2 separate regions of the Sus scrofa genome follow, and region 2 is linked to region 1. A link is a contact called in public Hi-C data. All regions are on one chromosome and are shown on one strand. Each heading gives the region's core, a stretch centred on a gene start, on an enhancer-like site or on the middle of the called end of the contact. The rest is flanking DNA. Distances are from core to core; before and after follow the strand shown. Region 1 overlaps POLK (DNA polymerase kappa). Region 2 overlaps ANKDD1B (ankyrin repeat and death domain-containing protein 1B).

Region 1 (5,321 bases), core at 951-3,450:
CAACATTTCCAAAATTAGAATAGTGAAGTGAGTCCCAGGTAATCATCACTCAGCATCAACAGTTACCAACATATTTTACAAATATCTTACTTACCTTACCCTACTGAATTTTGGAGGTGGAGGAAGAGTATTTCAAAACAAAATCCAACAGGAGTTCCCTTATGGCACAGTGAGTTAAGGATCTGGTGTTGTCACTTTAGTGGCCTTGGTTACTGCTGTGGAGCAGGTTCTTCCTGGGAGCTTCCACATGCTGCAGGAGTGGCCAAAAAATAAAACCCAATAAACTGGACAAATGTCTAGAAATTCATAGTTTTCCAAAGCTGACTTAAGAAAATATAGAAAATCTAAAGACAGCTATAATAAGAAAATAAATTAAATTAGTAATTAAAAATCTCCCTTTTCCGCTTCCTCCCAAAAAGATCAAGTCATGATGGCTTCACTGGTGAACTTTATCTGACATTTAAAGAAGAAATACTGATACTCTACAAGCTCTTCCACAAAGTATAGAGGGATGGAACACGTCTCAACTCTTACTGTGAGGCCTGTATCCCCTTGATACTAAAGCCAGGGAAGCAGATTAAAGAGCATTATAAACGCAAAAGTCCTCAGCAAAATATTAGCAAAGTGAATCTAATTATATGTTTAAAAAATTATGTGCCATGGCCAAATCCAAGGTTAGTTTAGCATCCAAAAATCAACTCATGTACTGCACCATATTAATAGAATAAAGGACAAAAAAAAAAATCCACATGGTCATATGAACAGATGCAGAAAAAGCATGTTTGATGAAATCCTATACCAATTCATGCTAAAAACCCTTAATAGAGTTTTTCTAAAGGGCGTCTGTAAAATCTTATAGTTGTCATCATACCTTATGGTAGAAAACTGAACACTTTTGCCCTAAAATCAGAAACAAGGCAAGTCTGTCCAATCTCACCAGTGCTATTCAACATAGTCCTGAATGTTTTAGCCATTGCAGTCAGGTAATTAATTAAAAGAAATAAAACCCATCAAGATTGGAAATGAATAACTAAAACTATCTGTTCATAGATGCCATGATCTAAAACATAGGAAATTCAAAAGGAAAGCAACACCTACACCTTGAAAATTACAAAACTTGGTAATTGGAATTAATATGGAAGTAATAATAAGGGATACTAATAATAAGGAATAATAATAAGGAAGTGATATGAATTATTCCTACAACTCATTAAGAAGAAGAAACCCAATCAAAAAAATGCAAAAGATATAAGTAGATTTTTCATTTAAAAATATGTAAGAATGGCTCATAAACACCAAAAGATGTTTAACATCATTAGTCATTAGGGAAATGCAAATAAAACCACAATGAGATGTCATTCACAGTATTATAGCCTGGAATGGCTATAATAAACAAGACACACAATAACAAATATTGACAAGGATGTGGAGAAATTGGTACCCTCATACATTGCGTGAGACTGTAAAATGGTTCTGCCACTTTGAAAAACAGTCTGGCGTTTCCTTAAAACATTTCGCATGGAGTTACCATGTGTCATAGAGATTCCACTCTTGGGTACATATCCAAGGAAAATGAAAACATGGGTCAACACAAAAACGTACATAGATGTTCATTGCAGCATTTTTCATAATAGCCAAAAAGTAAAAATAATCTAAACACCCATCAGCCTAATGAACGGACAGGTGGTATATACGGTGATAGGATGTTGGGTAATTTTGTAAAAGTTATATTCTACATTTTCTTTAATGACTAATGTTAAAACTTTTAAGAAAGTACTGTTGACCGCCAGATAAGAAAGTACAAATAGACCGCCAGTTATTTCTCCACCAAAAAACGGGTTTGTTAGGGATTAGCAGAGAATTGCAGTTCAAGGTCTATAACTATGACAAGCCATGAGCCACGTGCAAGTCTCCAGCAAAAATGAAAAGGAGAACCCTTTCCTAGAGGGGAAAAGGAAGTTGGCATGGGTATGGTAAACAGAGTCCATGATTTTTCATTGGGTGAGTCTTTGCCAGGAAAGTAAAGAGGTCTTCTATTTATTGCTTTCTGCTATCATCAAAGAAGTTGAGAGCTCCCCCTTATGATCTCAGACTCTATTTAATCGAGGTTTCTATTAGTTAATTTTTTACAGTGCTTTTTAAGTGAAAGTGAAGGAGATAACTGATGACCCGGCTGACTAAGGCCTTGGATGTGCCCCAAGGATCCTGCCTAGGACAAGTTGTTATTTTCTGTGTACAGATCTGTACTCATCTTGGAGAGTTTGTACTGTGCTATGTACTGCCTCACAGCAATCCTATGATTTAGGTAACTATAAATTCATTTTACAGATAAGGAGACCAGAGACATAATAAGATTAATGTTAGGGTCACCCAGCTATGTAAGTAGTGGGGCCAATTTTCAAATTCAGTCGTTCTGATTCTAGGCTCTATACTCTTAGCCACCAGGTTTACAATGATGCATATTCACATATTCATTTCCTTCACATATTTTTCTTGTGCTTTGTTTTGTTTTCCTACATAGGGGTCTAGATTTTATGGAAATGAGCTCAAGAGAGAAAAGCAAGTCAACCAACGAATTGAAAATATGATGCAACAAAAAGCTCAGATTACCAGCCAGCAGCTAAGGAAAGCACAATTACAGGTATTAATACAATTGCTAAAGTGGAAGCTGGTAGAAAAATAATTGCTAGTTAAAATGCATCATGGTCAGGTTATAACTGAAAACAAGGTAAAATGTAAATGTTCATTACATTGTAAAACATAAAAATTTAACAAATGCACCACTTTGTTAAATATTGCTCTACTCTTTTACATAAAGACCCTTCTCCTAGACTTGTCACCTCCATTACACAGGAGAGTAAATGTAGCCTTCATTAGATTCAGTAGCTTGCCCAGCTTCATATGACAGGTAGTTGGCAGAGCTGAGATTTAACCCAAAGCTTTTGCTCTTTTTATTATATACATACATTGCCATAGATTGAAGAGGCCCTAAGATAAACGTGACATGTTTTCTTTTGTGTGTGTGTGTGTGTGTGTGTATTAAATCTATGAATGAGCATAGTTACTTCCTCCTGTGACATGTTTTCTGCAAGACTAGTTTTGCAAAAAAGATTTGGGAGAATATGTTAATTAATTTTGAAAGTAATTTAAGACATAATTGTGTCATAGTTTTAAAAATTTGTGTAAATAGTAGAATGCCAAATGTTCATGAATTTTTAAGATAAAACAAGACTTAAAATTTGAAGGCTTTTGGCTTCTCCAGTACTCTATTTGGGGAGTAAATACTCAGTTTTCTGTGGTGTTAAAAGTTATTTCAGGAGTTTCTTGTGGTGCAGTGGGTTAAGGACCTGGCCTTGTTGCTGCAGTGGCCAAGTCACTGCTGTGGCCAAGTCACTGCTGTGGTGCAGGAAGTTCTGGCCCCAGAACTTCCGTATGCTATAGGTACAGTTAAATAAACAAATAAATAGCCTTTTTTTTAAAAAGTTACTTCAGTAGAAAAGTTTGAGAAGAGCCAACCTGCAAGGCATTATGTTATAGACCGAGAACTCAAAGTAGTCAAGGTTCTGCTAGTAAAACTTAAATTTACTTTTTTTTTTAACTAAATGAATTTTATTATATGTACAACCATCATCACAACCCAGTTTTACATTTCCATCCCAAACCCCCAGCCCTGCCAATCTGTTTCCTTTGGTAACCATAAGCTTTTCAAAGTCTGAGTCAGTTTCTATTTTGCAAAGAAATTCATTGTATCTTTTTTTTAGATTCCACGTATAAGTGATAGCATATAACATTTGTGTCTCACTGTCTGACTAACTTCACTTAGCATGATACTTTCTACGTCCATCCATGTTGCTGCAAATGCCATTATTTCATTCTTTTTTATGGCTGAGTAATATTCAGTTGTGTATATGTACCACATCTTCTTTATCCATTCCTCTGTCGATGGACATTTAGGTTGTTTCTATGTCTTGGCTAATGTATAGAGTGCTGCAATGATCATTGTAGTACAGGTATCTTCGAGTCATGGTTTTCTCTGGATAGATGCCGAGGAGCGGAATTGCTGGATCAGATGGTAATTCTATTTTTAGTTTTCTGAGGAATCTCCATGCTGTTTTCCGTAGTGGTTATATTCCCACCAACAGTGTAAGAATTTCTCCATATCCTCTCCAGCATTTATTGTTTGTAGACTTTTTGATGATGGCCATTCTGGCTGGTGTAAGGTGGTACCTCATAGTGGTTTTGATTTGCATTTCTCTAATAATGAGTGATGTTGAACATCTTTTCATGTGTATTTTGGCCATCTGTATGTCTTCTCTGGAGAATTGTCTGTTTAGATCTTCTGCCCATTTTTTGATTGGGTTGTTTGTTTTTTTGGTATTGATCTGTAGGAGGTGTTTATGTATTTTGGAGATTAATTCCTTTTCAGTCACTTCATTTGCAAATACTTTCTCCCATTCTGTGGGTTGTCTTTTCGTTTTGTTTAGGTTTTCCTTTGCTGTGCAAAAATTTTAAGTTTAATTAGGTCCCATTTGTTTATTTTTGTTTTTATTGTCATTACTTTAGCAGGTGGATTTGAGAAGATATTGCTATGGTTTATGTCAGAGAGTGTTCAGCCTATGTTTTCCTCTAAGAGTTTTATAGTACCTGGTCTTATGTTTAGGTCTTTAATCCATTTTGAGTTTATTTTTGTATATGGTGTTACAGAGTGTTCATTCTTTTACATGTAGCTGTACAGTTTTCCCAGCACCACTTATTGAAGGGGCTGTCTTTTCTCCATTGTCTGTTCTTGCCTCCTTTGTCATAGATTAGTGGACTATAGGTAGAATTTACTTTAAGACATTTTACCCCTTATCAAAATCTGATTCAGATTTACAGAGCACTTTAAACTATAACATAATAATTCAATTATAATATTAATCTACTGTGTTACAAAATTCTTCTTGTGATAGAGTTCAGAGATAATAAATTTTGTTTTCTTTGCCAAACTACAATGTGTCTTTTGTTTGTTTGTTTTGATACATGCTTCCCCAGTGTAGAAGCTAGTTTTTTGTCTTCTGCATTAAGTGGTCTGCTATCATGACTAAAGATGATTTGTCCGTCAGATCATCACTTTTTTTTTTTTTTTTTTTGCTATTTCTTGGGCCGCTCCCGCGGCATATGGAGGTTCCCAGGCTAGGGGTCGAATCGGAGCTGTAGCCACTGGCCTACGCCAGAGCCACAGCAACGCAGGATCCGAGCCACATCTGCAACCTACACCACAACTCACGGCAACGCCGGATCGTTAACCCACTGAGCAAGGGCAGGGATCGAACCCGCAACCT
Region 2 (4,998 bases), core at 1,605-4,104, 120 kb after region 1:
GTGCATGTGTTGGGGAAGGCGGGGAGCAGGAGTGTCAAACCATCTACTAAGGTTTTACAACAGTGCTCTATACTAAGAATTGTCTTGCTCACAATGTCTGTTCCTCTTGGAAACTCTGCAAGTTAGTATATTTGAAAAAGTTATCTCTAGGTTGAGAGAAAAGAGCAGACAGGCAATTATTTTGCCCTCTGGGATCATTGCTAAAAATCACTCTGCCAAAGGCCACATTGTCAAAGAAGATGCTTTGAAAACGTACTGATTAAATTAGGTGGTGTTAGAACTGTTATGTAGCAAACCAAAACATAGGGACACTTGCCATTATTTTCACTGATGGGGTTTTACCCGAAACTGAAACCATAAATCACATCAGCTCATGGATCCAATATTCAGTTTCAACAGTGACAGGTACGAGGTATAGTGCATGGATGATGCCTGCCTTCCGTGACATCATCCTCTCAGCACTGGGGGGTTTCCCCTAAACTTTGAACCTTCTCATTTCTATGAAAGTGTCCACACGAATTCTTGGGGAAGACTAAGAGGCAGCCTACTGCAGTGGGGAAGGGCTTGTGCTTTGCCCTGAGACTGTGTGGACATATAGCTGAATTGCAACCCTAATGGGCTGTGTGATTTTGAGCAAGTTCTATAGAGAACTCACTCTGCCAGTGTCCTCAGTTATTAACTAGAAAAATGCCTGTGTCAAAGGGCTGGTGTGGGATGAATAGTGCCTGACGTGTAGCAAATGCTTAATAAATGTTAGCTCTTACTAATGTTATCTTATTTTTTTTCAGAAAAGATTCGTCAATTTAAAAGTGAAACTGACTCAAGGCACAAGAAATGTGCTGTTTCATAAATGCCTAAAGAAGTTGTATTTAAATGATTTTCCACTCCGGATTCAGTCCTTTTAAATTTCAGTTCTGTAAATGTCATGAAGTTCTTCCAGTAGGATTTATGTCCCTCGCAGCTATGAAGATGGCAGTAATAGGATTTCTCTAACAGATGAAAAAAATGGAATTATACTTTCTAACTGCTGAACTGAACATTTTTTTTTGGTTTTGCTTAAGGCAAGTTGTATATGATTTTCCCATTTCTGCCATCTGATGCAATAGATGATAGCATGTCTAGTGAGAGCATAATCTAGGATTTTGTGGATCATGTTTTAAAAATACATGATGGTGGGACCATCATGGTATATGAAAAAGCAAGGGTTTTAGCATAGGCAGACATGGTTTTGCCATTTATTAACTGTGAGCCTTAGAGCATTGCTGACATTCAAGTTCTCCTGTCTTTAGTTTCCTTCTCTATGTGGAAAGGATGAGGGAAAGGTCTGTTTGCTCCATAATGTTGAGGTGATGATGAAGAGAGAATGCCTGTCAAGTGCCTAACCCCATAGCCATAGTATTGAAATATTAACTGTTACTGATGATTTCATAAGAGAAACTTGCTTTGGAAATGTAGTCACTGTCGCCTTTAAGTAACACCTATGGGTAAGACATTAGAAGAGAGCAGAGGTGTATGCACCAGTGTTTTTTAATCTCTTGGTGATGTAAGTACAAGTGACTGTAATTTTTCTTTGTACTTTTGGTACATACTGAACACGCATCATTTTTGTAATCTGAAAAGCTTCTGAAATATGAAATCAGGTATCAATTTATATCAGCTTATGTTTAGCTGTTCGTTATGATTTAAGGCTCTCCATTTTCAAATTCTGACTCTATAGGCCAAGGTCTGTAAGGCAAGAAATAAAATTGGGAGCCGTTTCAGTCTAGTTATTATATCATGAATTTATAGATAATCATGAATTTACAGATCTACATCTTCACCTCATGATGATTGTAAATGGTATACTTCATGCTATGAATGTTTAAAATGGTACTATGTTCACAGTTCCAAAAAGGTTTTAGAAAGGTTTCTAGTGAAAAGCATTGTCCCCACCTATTCTCCAATATGGCCAGTTTCTACTGACCTTACTTTAAAATGTGGGTAACTTCTTTATGCAAAAATAAATGTGAATACATACTCTTACTGTTCAAGTGTTTTAATTGTTGAATTTGAGTTGAATTAGGCTAACACTAATTACTTGAGGCAGTGTTCAATTTCTAGAGTTTAGATAAAGCTTTAAAAGATGCTTACAATATTCTTTTATTTATTTATTTTTTTGTCTTTTTTAGCTATTTCTTGGGCCGCTCCCACGGCATATGGAGGTTCCCAGGCTAGGGGTTGAATCGGAGCTGCAGCCACCGGCCTACGCCAGAGCCACAGCAACGCTGGATCCGAGCCGCATCTGCGACCTACACCACAGCTCACGGCAACGCCGGATTGTTAACCCACTGAGCAAGGGCAGGGACTGAACCCGCAACCTCATGGTTCCCAGTCGGATTCGTTAACCACTGCGCCACGATGGGAACTCCTTATTCTTAATGACAGTATTTGTAATATCCACTTTCGTTTGTCCATGTGGTTATGGCTCTGATACTGAAAACCATTCTTAGTTGTCATGCAGGTACCTCAAAAAGCAGAGCCCAAGACCAAAGCTGATGAGCAAAGGGTGCAGGAATGAAGGAAAAAGGAAGTGAAAGGGGAAGGTGGGAGAGCCAAGACCAGGGTGATTGACCAAACTGGCCAACACGTGGCATCAAACGGAGTTGGTGATCTGACCTCAAGGATTGACTAGTGAGTGCATCTCAGGATAGTTCATACAGAGAAAGGAAGAGTTAATCTGTTTACGCCATGGGTGTTCATTCAGGGCCGCACAGGAGTAGGTGGCTCTGAGCAGATAGGAAAGCCATGGGGAGGAGCCTGTCCCGGAAATGGGCAGCAGGAGAGGTGGTGTTGCTGACTTGTGTTTATTGACCCAAGAGGAGCTGTTTGCCACAGTGGTAACTGGCCGGAATCCAAAACAAGTGTTGTATGAGAAGGATCTAACACTCTGGAAAACACAGCCAGACACGTCAATAGTTCAAAAAAGCCTCGGTATGTCCTTTAGAAAATGGTCTATTTGCATAGCTCACATTTATTCTTTCATGTCTTGTTATAACATGAGGCAATAAGAAAAACGATTTCCAAGAGTAAAGTTAGAACATAGAGCTAGCTTATGTTCAGATAGAAAGAGGCTTCAGATTATTAAGTCCATCTGCTTCTGTTAAAGATATGGAAACAAGCTCTACGCAAGTTCTTCAGAATCCATTCATTTTCATGTAAGCCATTAATACTTTGGGAAGCAGGTAGGGTAGATCGCATTATTTCACAGATGAGGATCCTGACATTAATGTAAACTAAGTGTCTGGCTCAAGATAACCCAGTTAGCCAACAATAAAACCATTAGAAGCCTGGTCTTTTTTTTTCTCCACAATCTGTTTTGCCCAGATGATTTCTTCCTGTTGACCAGCGAGTGAAGTCTCTGCCTAGGGCTGGACCACCACAGGACAAATGGATGTTCAGAGGCAAAAAGGGTTCAACGCCGTAGAGTTTCAAAAAGGTAAGAAACAGGATCATTTGAATAGGAAATTTCTTTTTGATGTTTCTGTCACTGTTTTTGTGCTAGTAAAAATTTTTTTCCCTTCAACATTAAAAATGATTCATAAGTATTGCCATTTCCCCCTATTTTTGTTATAGTCCTAGAAAAATGGTACTAATGTACTAAAGTCATGAAAAACTTTGTGATAAAACATTATTACTCTGGGCCTTACCTTTTAAACTGTCATATAAAAAATTTAGTTTGCATTAGTTTTTTTTTTTTTTTTTTCTTTTTGCCTTTTCTAGGGCCACTCCCGAGGCATATGGAGGTTCCCAGGCTAGGGGTCTAATCGGAGCTGTAGCCACTGGTCTACACCAGAGCCACAGCAACGCAGGATCCTTAACCCACTGAGCAAGGCCAGGGACCGAACCCGCAACCTCATGGTTCCTAGTCGGAACCACTGCACCACATGGGAACTCTCCTGCGTTAGTTTTAATAATTTTTTTTTTTAGTAAAGTTCTCAAAGTTAACTGATTTAGCCTTTTGGCAGTAATATTGCAAAAACAGGATTTATATACTGTGATGTAATCAGTGACAGGCTGAGCCTATTAAAAAAAATCCAGTTTCTTTTTTAATTTAAGAAAGTTTTACTTAGTTGCTTAAATAAAAAATAAAATTAAAATAACCCTACATACAGTTACAAAGGATAGTACAGCTTGAAAAAGTCTCTTGTCATTTTGAAAAAATGAACATGACGCATCCATGGTGTTCTAAGAATACGAAATTTTAAAAACTAAAGACTTGTAATTCTTGGTTAAAACCAGAAGAATTAAAAGACCTCAATATGAACATTCTTTTTAGTCAACCACTTTTATGGAATGAATGCTTGTGAGAGATTGCGTGTGAGTTGATCTGGTTCCTAGAGACCTGGAAACCGAGGTACTACTTTCAGGGTGGATGGTCCGGGGATATTTTGCTGCAGTAGCTTGAGGAATGGTTTGCTGAAAAGGCAAAAAAATGCTTTAATAACCCCACAGAATTATACATTAAATATTTCATTATCTGTAATTTAACCCCATATTAAATATTTCATTATCTATAATTTAACCCCATATTAAATATTTCATTATCTATAATTTAACCCCATAAACATGAGTACATGTAGAGTCCTATTAAGGTCTCCACTTAGAGAAGTCATCTTTAAAATCATTGAAGTAAAATTATATATATTACGTCAGAACATTTATATTTCAGAAGGCTTTCTTTAAAAAAAAAATGAAACCTCTTGAAACAAAGACCCTCATGTCAGATTCGCTTTAAGTGTTCCTCTTTAAAGAAATGGAAAAATAACGTCCTTTCTTGAAAGTATTATGTAATTGTTTCTTTGTACATAAATAACTGGATAACCATTACAGGTGGGAGAAATTCTTGTAACTGGTATGAAATTTTAGTTGATAGCCACCCATTCTGACCCTGTCAAGAGAGCTGTTTGTCCCTAGGGATGGTGGGCAAGAGAACTGCAGAAGCAGATGCATGGTTCCAGG

Evidence for each region. A called contact is a pair of places that touch in the nucleus more often than the background predicts.
Region 2: a contact with region 1 is called in a Hi-C map of liver, with 5 times the contacts expected there. The contact joins two enhancer-like sites. A contact is called at or near these places in 3 of 47 Hi-C or Micro-C datasets (embryonic fibroblasts, liver and skeletal muscle).

What each region holds. Positions count from the first base shown.
Region 1 is chr2:84,570,576-84,575,896 of Sscrofa11.1, forward strand. POLK (DNA polymerase kappa) reads left to right here. Exons shown (of 16, transcript XM_021084453.1): 3 at 2,522-2,641. Among named protein-coding and RNA genes, the nearest start is that of POLK, 18 kb to the left of the region's middle. Within about 2 kb of position 2,201, at least 4 of the 83 cell types and tissues checked have an H3K27ac peak or open chromatin away from gene starts, as enhancers often do. A contact at or near this core is called in liver, where this site is marked.
Region 2 is chr2:84,686,372-84,691,369 of Sscrofa11.1, forward strand. It overlaps ANKDD1B (ankyrin repeat and death domain-containing protein 1B), which reads left to right. Exons shown (of 14, transcript XM_013994918.2): 14 at 3,364-3,448. The coding sequence ends at 3,392. POC5 (centrosomal protein POC5) reads right to left here. Exons shown (of 13, transcript XM_005661493.3): 13 at 3,221-4,455. The coding sequence ends at 4,312. Among named protein-coding and RNA genes, the nearest start is that of POC5, 42 kb to the right of the region's middle. Within about 2 kb of position 2,855, at least 3 of the 83 cell types and tissues checked have an H3K27ac peak or open chromatin away from gene starts, as enhancers often do. A contact at or near this core is called in liver, where this site is marked.